2 separate regions of the Anas platyrhynchos genome follow, and region 2 is linked to region 1. A link is a contact called in public Hi-C data. All regions are on one chromosome and are shown on one strand. Each heading gives the region's core, a stretch centred on a gene start, on an enhancer-like site or on the middle of the called end of the contact. The rest is flanking DNA. Distances are from core to core; before and after follow the strand shown. Region 1 has its middle 130 kb from the start of RERG. Region 2 holds the start of RERG (RAS like estrogen regulated growth inhibitor).

What was found. A called contact is a pair of places that touch in the nucleus more often than the background predicts.
Region 2: a contact with region 1 is called in a Hi-C map of small yellow follicle, with 3 times the contacts expected there. The contact joins the promoter of RERG here to the enhancer-like site in region 1. A contact is called at or near these places in 2 of 8 Hi-C or Micro-C datasets (F5 follicle and small yellow follicle).

What each region holds. Positions count from the first base shown.
Region 1 is chr1:66,038,827-66,044,637 of IASCAAS_PekinDuck_T2T, reverse strand. No RefSeq gene overlaps it. Among named protein-coding and RNA genes, the nearest start is that of RERG, 130 kb to the left of the region's middle. Within about 2 kb of position 2,292, at least 3 of the 8 cell types and tissues checked have an H3K27ac peak or open chromatin away from gene starts, as enhancers often do. A contact at or near this core is called in F5 follicle and small yellow follicle, where this site is marked.
Region 2 is chr1:66,165,144-66,171,218 of IASCAAS_PekinDuck_T2T, reverse strand. RERG (RAS like estrogen regulated growth inhibitor) reads left to right here and starts at 2,509. Exons shown (of 5, transcript XM_027462567.3): 1 at 2,509-2,660; 2 at 4,030-4,203. The coding sequence starts at 4,143. PTPRO (protein tyrosine phosphatase receptor type O) reads right to left here and starts at 2,464. Exons shown (of 27, transcript XM_038173071.2): 1 at 2,325-2,464. The coding sequence starts at 2,438.

The sequences.
Region 1 (5,811 bases), core at 1,043-3,542:
GCGGCCCATGGAGAGCCCCCGCAGGAGCAGGGGGTCTGGGGGGAGCTACCGCCCACCCATGCGGGACCCATGCTGGAGCAGTTTGCTCCTGGGGGATGGATGGACTCCGTGGGACGGAGCTGTGTGGGAGCAGTGCTTGGAGAGATGCTGCCTGTGGGCAGCCCCCACAGACTCAGTTTGGGAAGGATGGCATCCCCTGGGAAGGACCCCATGTGGAGCAAGGGAAGAAAGATGATGAAGAAGCAGCAAATGATTGAGAGTTATGGACTGTATGGGCTGACCACAACCCCCATTCCTCTGAATTGCTGGGGGGGGGAAGATATAGAAGAGGGTAGATTGTGTGTGGGGGGGTACTTATAATTTGTTTTTAGTTTCTCACTGCTCTAGTCTGTTAGTAATAGGCAATAAATTATATTAATCTCCCTACGCTGAGTCTGTTTTGCCTGTGACAGTATTTGGTGAGCAAATTCCCTGTCCTTATCTCAACCCTTGAGCCCTTTTCCATCATGTTTTCTCTGCCTCTTCATTTGAGGAGGGAGAATGAGAGAGCGGTGTGGTGGAGTTTAGCTGTCTTTCTAGGGTAAAACCACCACACCATTAGGGATAACAACAAAAATTACCAGCTTTGCCTTCAAAGGCTTTGACAACTCATGCTGAGCCACTTTTCCGCAAAGTCTGCCTCCATCTTGGGTCCATTAACCTGTCTGGCACTCTTCTAATTCAACTAATGACACCATTTAAGGCTGGTTTATTTTCTTTCTCTACCCTTCTGTATAAGCATCTTCTCCCTTCCAAATCAGTCAAAAAATCACCTTCTTTGCCAAGTCAACAACATTCATTTCCAAGATACTTACCAGAAGAGTTCAAAGTATGTTACTTAAATCAAGTTCTTTGGAGAGATTTACATTCTCTTTCATATATTCTGGCCAGTGCTGAGCAAATGGCTAACACCGTACATGATTAGAGCAGTAATACTTGGCACACTTCAAATTTTGGCCTCTATGCAGACTAAATTCTAAAAGAAAATCTCCCTGTTACTTGTTATTTCCCTTTTAATCTGGAGATTTTTCCTATGATAGATGCGTGCATAAATTTGCATCATTGCGTTATAGCAAGGACTTTCCTTCCTCACTCACAATAATGAGAATTTATCTTAGAAGGGGTTGCAGAAAAAGATAGTCCAATAATTGGCATCTTCTTAATGCTATAAGTTGAAAGGAAAAGTATTGACTACACAAAGAAAGCAAATTATGTTCTTACTTCTAATGTCAGATGTTCCTGGTAAACAGGAAAAGCTGAGAGCACCTGAACCTTATTGTCTGCAGTCATTCACTTCATTATTTCTCCTCTTGCGAGTGTTTCTTGTCCTCAGGAAGTCAGTTATGCATCCTGAAGAGATCACCTTCTATAATACTTCATGTGATTTCATACTCAATATTATTTCACATTAAAAAAAAAAAAAAAAAAAGTGATGGGAGGAGGGCAAACCAAGTGATTTTTTGTATATAGTATACTGAAACTAAGCTTTGTATCTTTTTCACTGAGATCACAATTGCTCCAATGTTGTTTTTTTCCCTGTCCTCAGTGTATGTTTGCCCTAGAAAAAATCTTCTCCCAGACGTGATGCTGCACATAGAGAACAGAAAATACACCCAAGAGATGCTGCCATTTCTTTGTCCTAGTTGGCAGTGCTGGAAGTCATACTGAATTGGATCCACGAGTTCATCAGTCTGTGAAATCATAAGAGTGAGAACAGTGATGGCTTTTTTCCCCTAAGGAATGACAGACGTTTCTTTTTTCGATTTACATATATAGAATGATCCAGTACAGGAACTACTCCAGTGATGTTCCTGTACTATTTCTCAGCAGAAAGGAACAGACCTCTTTCAAGTTCATCTAAAGCTACAAAGAAACATTAAGAGGTGTTTAAAGACCAAGAGTCTGCTTTGGGTTCTGCTATAAAACTCCTGTCTACATTGGCATCAGGTTCTGATTGCTCATTTAAAGCAAAAAGACAGTAATGCTTATTGATGCCTTCAGGATTCCTGAGCCATAGCTTATTAATGAAGTTGACCTGCTTGTTTCAATTACACCTCAGTCACACATCTGACATCTTCTGCTATTTATTGGAAACGGACTCTCTCCATCCAGGGAATTTCACCCTAGATGGCTGAGACTGCATGGTTATTACACACTGAAAAGAGACTACTCAAGTCGATCCAGACTACTGAGATGAAGAAACCATAATAGGAGACAGTATGGTCTGCTGCCGTGCTTCTCAACCACAGAGCTAGGTTACCAGAGGTGAAGGTAAATGTGTCTGTGTTGTAGTTACTCTGCCAGCTCTTTGCAGTACACAAGGTTTTGAAAGTTTTACTAGACAATTAAAGAAAGATAAACACAGTCCCCTCCTCTTACACTTCAAGGTCAAGTATTGCTTCCTTAACCCATTAATTCCCACAGAAAACTGTATCATGGACATGGTTTCCACCCTCACTTTTCCTCCCACATTTCTCTTCTATTCTAAATTTGAAGATTCAGTTAAAGTTTTAGATCTCTAATACGAAGTAACTAACTAGAGAGGGGAGGGAGGGCGGCAATGGGGTGAGGGGGAAGACAAACCCCAATTTGTTGCTGTTTTGCTGTTTATAGATTCTGGCGAGTCTAAAGGCAGGAGTCCTTGAGTCTTCTTCCTACTATGTGACTTCAGTAAAGTCACTTCAGCTCTCTCTAAGACTGGTTTTTATTCTTAAATGGGGCAAATGACATATTCCTTTTTCTGAGGTTCACATATGAAATGTGTTTGATGACCAGTTAGTGGCATTGATGAGAGCAAATCATCAAAGATAAGAAATAGACCAAAGAGAAATGGTGGATTATAACTGGAAGAGTGGCGAATGTTTAGAATTTCAAAATTTGCTTTTACCTGAGAGGTCTTTTTTTGCAGATATATTTCCAAACAATTTTCTTTTTATAATTTCACTGTAAATTGAACAGAATAGTCTGAATTTAAGATACTTACACATGTGTATCTTTATGAACTTGGCATTTTTTTCCCCAGAATTTTCTCATAGATAATTTTACTCTGATTTCATCTTTTAAAATAGTAGAGTAGCATGGCTAATGCTTTGATGTATGATAAAACAGAATTTACAAGAAGTCCTGTCTTGAATAGTTTTAAAGGAAGCAGCAGGTAGAACTGAAGCTTGAAGAAGATGCTGACAATCAGTTATAGCTTTTGAATTTCAAATCAGCATTGAACAAAATCTCTGGGGCCAGCATTCTCCTCAGTGAAACTACAGTGAGACCCACAATGCTGGACATGCAGAATTTGACCAGAAACATATTATTGGACAACGCATTTGTTAGTGACTTCATGAGTTTCAGCTTTCCATCAGTGCAAGGATTATGTACTGAGTGTGCTTGTGTCTATCTGGTAGCAAGGTGTCAGAATTAAAAAAAAAAAAATAGAGAGAGAGAGAGAAAGAATATAGAGGTAATGATGTTTCTGTTCCTGTGTCTTTTTGCTTGAATTTTATTATCATTAGAGAAAGGTTCAAAACTGTGGAAAGAAAATGGAATACAAACAAAGTTCCAAATTTCACAGCTGGAACATGTATCTCCCATGAGATGATTTGAAACACTAGGTCTGAACATCTTTAATTTGGATCCTTTTCAGACCTAAATTGTGTAGCAAGACCCAGGTTGAGCTATACTGATTTCTAGATTCACATGCCAGCAAACATGTAAACTAAGCAGAGTTCAAAGTCCAGGTCAGAAAATTTCCATACTCAGCCTAAGCAACCCCTTTCACGAGCTGTTTGAGCAAGTCTGAAAATTAATTTATACTGCTGAAGTAGAATAAAATAACACAGAGAGATAAAAGAATCTTGATGGAGGGATTAGGTTCAACAGTTCCCGATTTTAAGAAAAAAGGCTTTTGAAGAAGAGCAGAGAAGGCAAGCCCTGAAGAAAATAATTAGCCAAGAGAAAGTGTTTTTGCTGGATTGTGGGAACAACCTGAAATGGCTTTCCCTTTGGGACCTCAGTTGCAGAGACTTTGCTGGCTGCCCCAGAGATTCCCTTACTGTCTTTGAATCATGAATCTCCACAGCTGCCTTCTGGGAAACAACTGCTGTCACCAGAGAAGAATGAATCACAACAAGGAGGAAGGTGGCTAAATAGCCTGCTTGCAAAGAAGAAGACGTAGGGAAACACAACGGAGCTCAGCAGACTATATAAATTAAAATCCTCCTACCTTGTGAAAATAGGATATCAAAATGGATTAAGAAAATAAATTTCACTATATTCAAAGAAATAATGGAGCACTGCACAGGTGGACTGAATGCAGAGGGAATGGTGAAGGAAACAGACAATGATTCTCGACAGTGGCTGGAAAGGAAAAAAGAAAAATGACAATTCTTGATAAACTCTCACAAGCCTGAAGATGACTTTTTTTTTTTTTTTTTTTTCCCAAAAGATCTAAAAAGTACTGTACAAAGTACAGTGGTCTTTTCCCCCTGCAAGATTAATTAAAAATAATAATGCAGAAAACCCATGCACATGCCCTTTTGCTGAGTGCTTTCAGAACTGGTTCTCAGTAAAGAATAGTTTGGAACAATCTGTCTCTGGTATGCACCCAAAGAAGTCAATAAAACAACCCCAAAAAAGAGAATTTTTCCATTTTTATGTAATCTGAAATATGTGAAACAGCTTATTGGAGAACATGGAAACAGAGGAAAGATCACCCTTCACTTTAGATAGTTCACTGAGATTCCCTGAACAAATATTTGAATTCTTGCCTATATATCTCCTGGATATAAAAAATAACCCAGAAAAAGTCATAAAATAAAATTGTGGGACACAGTAATATTCTGTATCATTTGTTTCTTGTGTTATGTACTTGAAGAAACAAACTCACAGACATATCTGCCTACATTTCACTAGTTATATGTTTTGAAGGTTAAAGACATCACTGCAAAATTTCATTGGGTTTCTGAAATGCAAAACTGAAAAAAAATATATCTTCATCTTTCTGAGGCACAGTACATTTGTGCTATATTAAAAAGAGTACACTCAGTTCAAAAAAGTCATTAAATACAAATACATAATCGTGGCATAAAGTTCATAGACCCCCAAGTACACCTTTAAGTGTTTTTCCCGTAGCATAATTTCCACAGTTAATCAAATGAGAAGACGAGATTACATTACTTGACTTTTTCAGATCAGTTTACAGCTGAAAATTGCTTGTGAATTTAAACTTGCTTCTTTCCTTCTGGGAAAGCCCTCACCAAAGACTGTCACCTGAGCAGCACTACCACCTTGTGGCGTGGTGTTCCCAACCAAGAGGTGGCCAGTCGTCAAAACCCTGCAGAACAGATGTTCCTCTCACTGATGTTGGCAAACTCTGGAGTGCACAGAAGACACTTCCCCCTGTTATGGAATGGTCCAAAGCCCAGTGACATCAATTTTTCAGTCTGGTCACAGACAAACGCCAAAGAACTGAGAATTACTGAAGGTTCACACGTCTTGCTAGGAATAACAGAGATGGTTCTCTTTAAAGAAAGAAGTGAAGATGCTATTTTTATTAGTATCCAAAATGGTAATATACAAGCATCTACACAGCACTTGGTCCTGTAACAGGCTAGAAAACTTTATGGTGTCTTATGTAGGGAACCACAGGCTTCTATACTCAAAGGAATCAGTACCAAAGAGCACAGAATATGTACAACTTAATCAGGGGAGGAAAAACAATCAAGGAAATCATATGTCAGTAGAAAATAAATAATAATAATAAACATGACAAGGTGT
Region 2 (6,075 bases), core at 1,260-3,759, 130 kb before region 1:
TTACACATCTTCGTTACAGGCTATCTATATCATGCCTGCAGTGTCACAGCAGTTCCCTCTACCACCTTTCAGGAAACATACACCATTGTTTTTCACAACAAGAACATCTCCAGAAAACACACCTTAAACATCAGGAATTAAAATCATATGCCAGTAGTGATGCTTGATGGTGAACAGGTGGCACCCCCAGGCCAGCCAGAAAGAACACTCTGGACTTTGGCAGTGCTAAAGTATCTTGTTAAGCCAGGGCGGTATTATTTACTAGTACCTAAAACTGTGAGTCTTTCTAAGATACTTCTGTCAACTACCACTGTTTGGATGTACCTCTCCTAATTGATCCTGAAGCAGCATTTTATTTAGACTTAGACTCTGGGACTTCACCTGCATTTCAAGTTATTCTCTTTCCTCTTTTATTACCTGCTCTTCAGTAGTTAATGTTACTGACAAACTTACTTTTGTAGTCTAATCCTCTGGCTGTAGATACTGGCTGACTGCAAGTACTTACCAGACCTCAAATGAGCCAAAATCCTTGCTCTGGACAAGCTGTGGGACCCCAGCAAAAGGGATGCAACCAGGTGCGGACAACAGGGGCACTAGGGCAGGTATAACCCTTCCATCGGGAGGTGGAGGCCCATATTACAGACCTTGGTGAAACCACAGAGCCGAGGACTTTCAGTCCCCAAATTCACAGCATGGCTGGGCCCAGCCATTTAGCAGCGATGTGTCGGCAATGCCTGAGCTCACTAAATGGGAGGAGGTTACCTGCTCTGCCCTTTTATGACATGCAGTGCTGCCCCTAAGAGTCACAAAGCCACAGGTTTGTGTCACTGATGACAGCGGGCAGGCACACTAATCTGCTTTGACACTGTAGAAAAGGAGCCTATATAAAGGGGTGTGTTTCCCAATGCACCAGTGAAGGAAAGGATAATACCCATAAGCATGTTTTCCAATCGGCACAAGTGGAAAAGCCAGTGAGAAAACACACTGCCAGCCACAACTGCAGGCAAACCATCACTTTGGACAAAGCAAGGTAGTCCTTGATGTATGGGTATAAAAACCCATTTCAGGAAGAAAAAAAACCCGCACCCAAACCCACCAACATTATGTAGGATAAGTGCAGTGAGGCCAGAGGAAATGAACAGCAACTGAAGTGGTCCTGGACCGGGCCTGTGGGTGTCAACAGTCTGAAACATTCGCCTGTGTCCAGGATTAGTGTTTACTGAATTCTTATGCTCTGGCAACAAGAGACTTCATCGCAAGCAGACTGCACAGCGACTAGGATTTTTAATGACCAATAAATTATCTACTGCTTTGGAAAAGCCTGTTATCATATTTAATTTGACAGCCCCATGCAGGGTGCATTCCATAGACACAAAACAAATGTCAGGCCTCGAGACTAACACACATTTCCCCAGATGCAAAATAGACACTCACCAGTTGCTCTCTTAGGAGGATGGAAAAAGCTAATCCCTCTAAATTATGTAAACCAAACAAAGAATGAAGGCTTAAAGCCTCAGCATTTATTTTTAACAAGTAAAGCATAAACCACACTACTGCTTTCACATCTGCCTTCTAATTTTTTTGCTTTTGAATGATATGCAGTACAACTATTTTAAGATCTGCTCCCGAGTGCCTGCAGCTGGCACAGCATGTAGGGAATAGTAGGTGCTCATTTCTCCTCCGGGCTGATGCCCTGCCTCCTAAATGCTCATCGTGCTCTTGTGCAGAGCCTTGGTTCATGGAAGATCTTTTCCAATCCAACTTTTGTTTAATTTTGCATCAAGAAGGACAGGGAGGGGAGAGCTGTTTCTTTTACTTGTCTTGTATCTCATTCAGATCTGGGCTGGAACAGGAACATAGGAGGAACATCCACCGAACTTTAAGTGCTTTTGAGCTCTGCTTCACATCTGTTATTAATGTATCTTTACATTACCGGGTGGTTTAATAAACAAGGAAGTAAGAGTTGTCCGATGAATTTGGTCCTACCATGTCAGAGCTCTATCCCTGGCTCTGACCTCTTGGACGGACTGATGCAATTACATGCTTCATTTTCCCCGTTTGCAAATTGAAATAACAACGCTTTCCTTTGCCATAACTCATGGGGGGCTGCACAGAGGAGGAGCGCCACATGAGAAGTGAGGTGCTAGTAGAAAACAGTCTGATGAAACAACCTGCCCGCCACTTTGAGGGACAGCAAGAGCCCACCCGACGCTACACAGAGTTGTGCAGGGTGCTACCGCAGAGCAGCATCAAGCAAATAAGAGCGAAGGACAGCGAGCACTTGAGACGCAGCCGAGCCTGCAGAGACTTTAGTCACGATTTACCAAGGCGAACAAGAGGCACTCTCCCACGTCACGAAAAGCCGCGCTGCAGCCCAGCACGCCGAGTTGCAGGAAAGCCCCGCGGTGCTCCGGGAGAGGCTGGCAGAGGGGGAGCATCGCGGGGCGGTGCTGCTCGCCCACCCACCCACCCTCCGCGGGAGCTGCGGGGCTCGGGCGAGCTGCGGCCGGCGGCCGCCAGGGGCCGCCGCGGGGCTGCGGGCACCGAGAGCCGCCGGAGGAGCCGGAGCCGGAGCCGTGCGGGGGGCGGGCGGGGTGCCCGCAGTGCGCGGCCGCGCCGCTGCCTCCGGCGGGAGCGCCCGGGGCCGGAGCGGCGAGGAGGTGAGCACCGAGCCGGGGGCGGCGGGGCCCGGGGTCGCCCTGCAGCGGTGGGCGGCACCTGCCGGGGAGCGGAGCCCAGCCGAAGTTGCAGGGGGGCGGCGATGGGTCGCTGGCTGCTGGAAAACGTGAGCGGTGCCGGGCGGAGGGGATGGGTGAGGGGCCGCGGGGAGCTGCCCCGGGAGGGCAGGGACACGGAGAGCTCCCCAGGGCTGCCCGGCACGGGATGAGCGCCCGGGGAGTGTTAACGGGTCGTGCCCGGTGGGCTGAGGCTCGCTCGTACGCCAAATCAAGCGCAGGGAGGTTGGTACCCTTCTCCGGGTGAGGACGCTTCGCTCTTTCTCCGAGCTGTTTCCGAGAGACAGAATCCTCAGGCATTCGGTTCAAGGAACACGGTTGAAACGTGGCTTGCTTTAGAGCAGGTAATAATAACCCAGAGCTTCCCGTGTCACCGTTAGATGTACGGCTCTAGAGGTCATTTTAGCACAATGGCAAACCTTCATAACAGGTTGCGTTCATAAAGTTCTACTCTGTTTTGAAGGGAGACAAATTTTTGAGGTTTTACTCAGGGTTGAAGGTCATCATCATCATCACAGTTAACAGTGTTTGCCCAAGATCCTAAAGCACTTTACAAAGACGGGTAGTGGTATTGTATCTGCTGTGCAGGACAGAGAAGTCAAGGAGATGAGGAAATGCCAGGTGACTTGCTCAAGGTCATGCAGCACAGCCACGCATAGAGCTAATTCTTACGTGTTCGGTTAAAAGCGTATCACCAGAAATTCTGGCATCCTTTTTCTAACCCCACGTTTTGCTAATGTTATGTATGAGGCTTGATGCAGCTTAAACCAGGAGCGCTAGAGAACTTCAGGGTATGGTTTTGTTTAGCAGAATGAGCAAGGTACAAGTGCTTAGAGGTTTTTAAGCAACTGCAGCTGAGTAATCGAAACCTTTCTGGAATTGGAGGGCTTGAGGAAAGATCAGCTATCTGCAGGCAGCACTGCTGAGTGGTCATGGCTTTTAAATACAAAAACTAATTCATCAGAGTTAAGGCAAATATAGCAAATGTAAGCAATTGCATCCTAAGGACAAAAAAAGAACAAGGCACCTTATGTGGAGCTGTGAGGTGGGTACTTTGGGCTGAGTAAGTACCTCTTTCAGTATTACAGTGCCAGCCTGAAACAAACAGCTAGAGCTAGAAAGCTTACTGTAGGTTTTGTAAAAACAGTGCCAAATGTGTCAGTGGTGTTAATGCAACATTTATAGCTGGAGCATAGCATCAATTATCATGACTTCAAAAAAAAAAAAAAAGAAAAGGGGGAGTGAGGGAGCGCCTGGCTCCTTGCAGCTCCATCCTCGTGGTGTTCATCCCCAGGCTCTGCATTGACGTCATGATGACATGGTGAAGCTGAAGACAGGAGCTGGGAACGGTTCTTCTGCTTCAGTTTTGATAATCAAGTGAATTTGTCGACACTCCGTTCCTCCAGCATGGCTAAGAGCGCAGAAGTGAAGCTGGCGATCTTTGGTCGAGCTGGCGTGGGCAAGTCAGGTATGTTTGCTGTCTGGTTTTCCTTCTGCTTGTCATCAGGTAACTTTTTACTCCCTCTGTGCAGCACTGTACAAACTCTTTGTGCAAAAGGACAGCTGTGAACTTGTTCTTGTCAGAGAGGTCAGGATAAGGCCAGGGCTTCTCTCTTCCTTGCTTTTCATACTACTTTCTCCAGGTTCTCCAAATAAAAGTACTTCTATTGCTTAAAAAAAAAAAAAAAAAAAAAAAAAAAAGAAAACCAAGAACTTCACACACCAACTCAGTGTCACTTCTCATGAAGCCAGAGGCAAGATTCCTCCTCTTTTCCACTGGAACAGAGGCAGTTAGTGTTATTCAGTTTGTTCCTTCACAGCTTGTGCATGTTTGAGGTAATTGTATTATTTTTCCTATTTGTTATTTACTTTATGATCCATTTAAGATCAGACCCTCTGTTAAATATTGGATGACTTCTGATAGGTGTTGCTTGCTGTTATTCTTGTTGATTTCAGTGGGAAAGTTTAGGCTTAGCACCTCAATGGATTTTTTTCCTCTGTGTTCTCTTGGATTTATGTACCTAGCAGGAAACCAAGGAAATGTGATGTGTAAAGTTTGCATTCAGAGAGATCTTTTCAGAAATAAACATAGTCTGGTAAGTTCATACAGGAGAAACACAAGGGGGAGGCATAAATGTTAAAAATCCATTTCTTTAGACAGCCTTTCCCTTGATGAGACAAATGAATGTAACCCTAGGGTTGCAAGCTTTCTCAGGTACTTCAGCGGTGTTGCATTAACTTGACATCTTGAGGACCACTCTCACATGTCTTTGCACAGTAAGGATGAGGAAATAAGAAGATTCAGTCTAATCATGCTCCCGTACCAGTCTGGAATTTTAAGGCGCTGTTTATTTGAGAGAAATCTGCATGAGAGAAGCCAGGGATAGGACACACTTATAAGAGCATTAGGCTGGACTCTCAGCTGCTGTCAAACAACTCTGCTTCCCCAAAGTCACTTTTATGTTAGAATTGTCAAGATTGTGGCCCACAAACTGCTATTATCGTTTCGTTAACTTTGGAACCAGTTTATGAAAGTATGTTTACCCCAAAGGTATTTTAGCAGAACACTATCAGTGAAGTAGTTCTGTCAGCCTTCAGGAAAAAAGGCGTATATGAGGCAGAGGTCATTAGAGATTACACCACTTAAACAAAGCCAATGCAGATTAAATTCTACCTGTTTGAATAAAATACCTGAGGGAATGCTGTTAATATACTGGGATAAGTTTAAACTGTGCCTTCTCTCCTGTTGCCCTCACCCCTGCCACACCTTGTTCCCACATACCTTATGAAATGGAAAAGCTTTAATAAATCTATTTTGGTATTTTACCATTCCTTCCAAGTTTTGCAAGTAACTTCAGTGGCCCTCCTTTTTGTTCATCTTACATTTAGTTGATGGCTTATGTGGTTGTTTTTTCAGGAAATTTTCAGGGAAAAAAAAGTTTTCATGAAAATCAAACTAGTGTTAATCTCCCCTTACTCTGATATTTCTAGCCTTTTGAGACTTCATCTTTAAAAATGCAAAACTACTAGTTAAATGCTCTGTTAAAATGCCCTACCAGCATTGGATCAGCAAGAGTCTTTCATTTTTGTCCACAGTACACTTTTTTTTTTTTTTTAATAGATTTCAGTAAACTAGGATTTTATGGTAAAAATGTTTTCCTGTAGTCCTGGAGATAGGTGGGAGATTGTTTTCGGTGTAATACCATAAAAACATCCCAGTCCTTCAGAGTTCCCCTCCTCTTTTTTTTTTTCTTTTTTTTTCTCTCTCCTTTGAGATGCAGGGAGATATTACATAAAATATGACTAAGATCCCATCTTTTCGATTATTACCACGCATGTG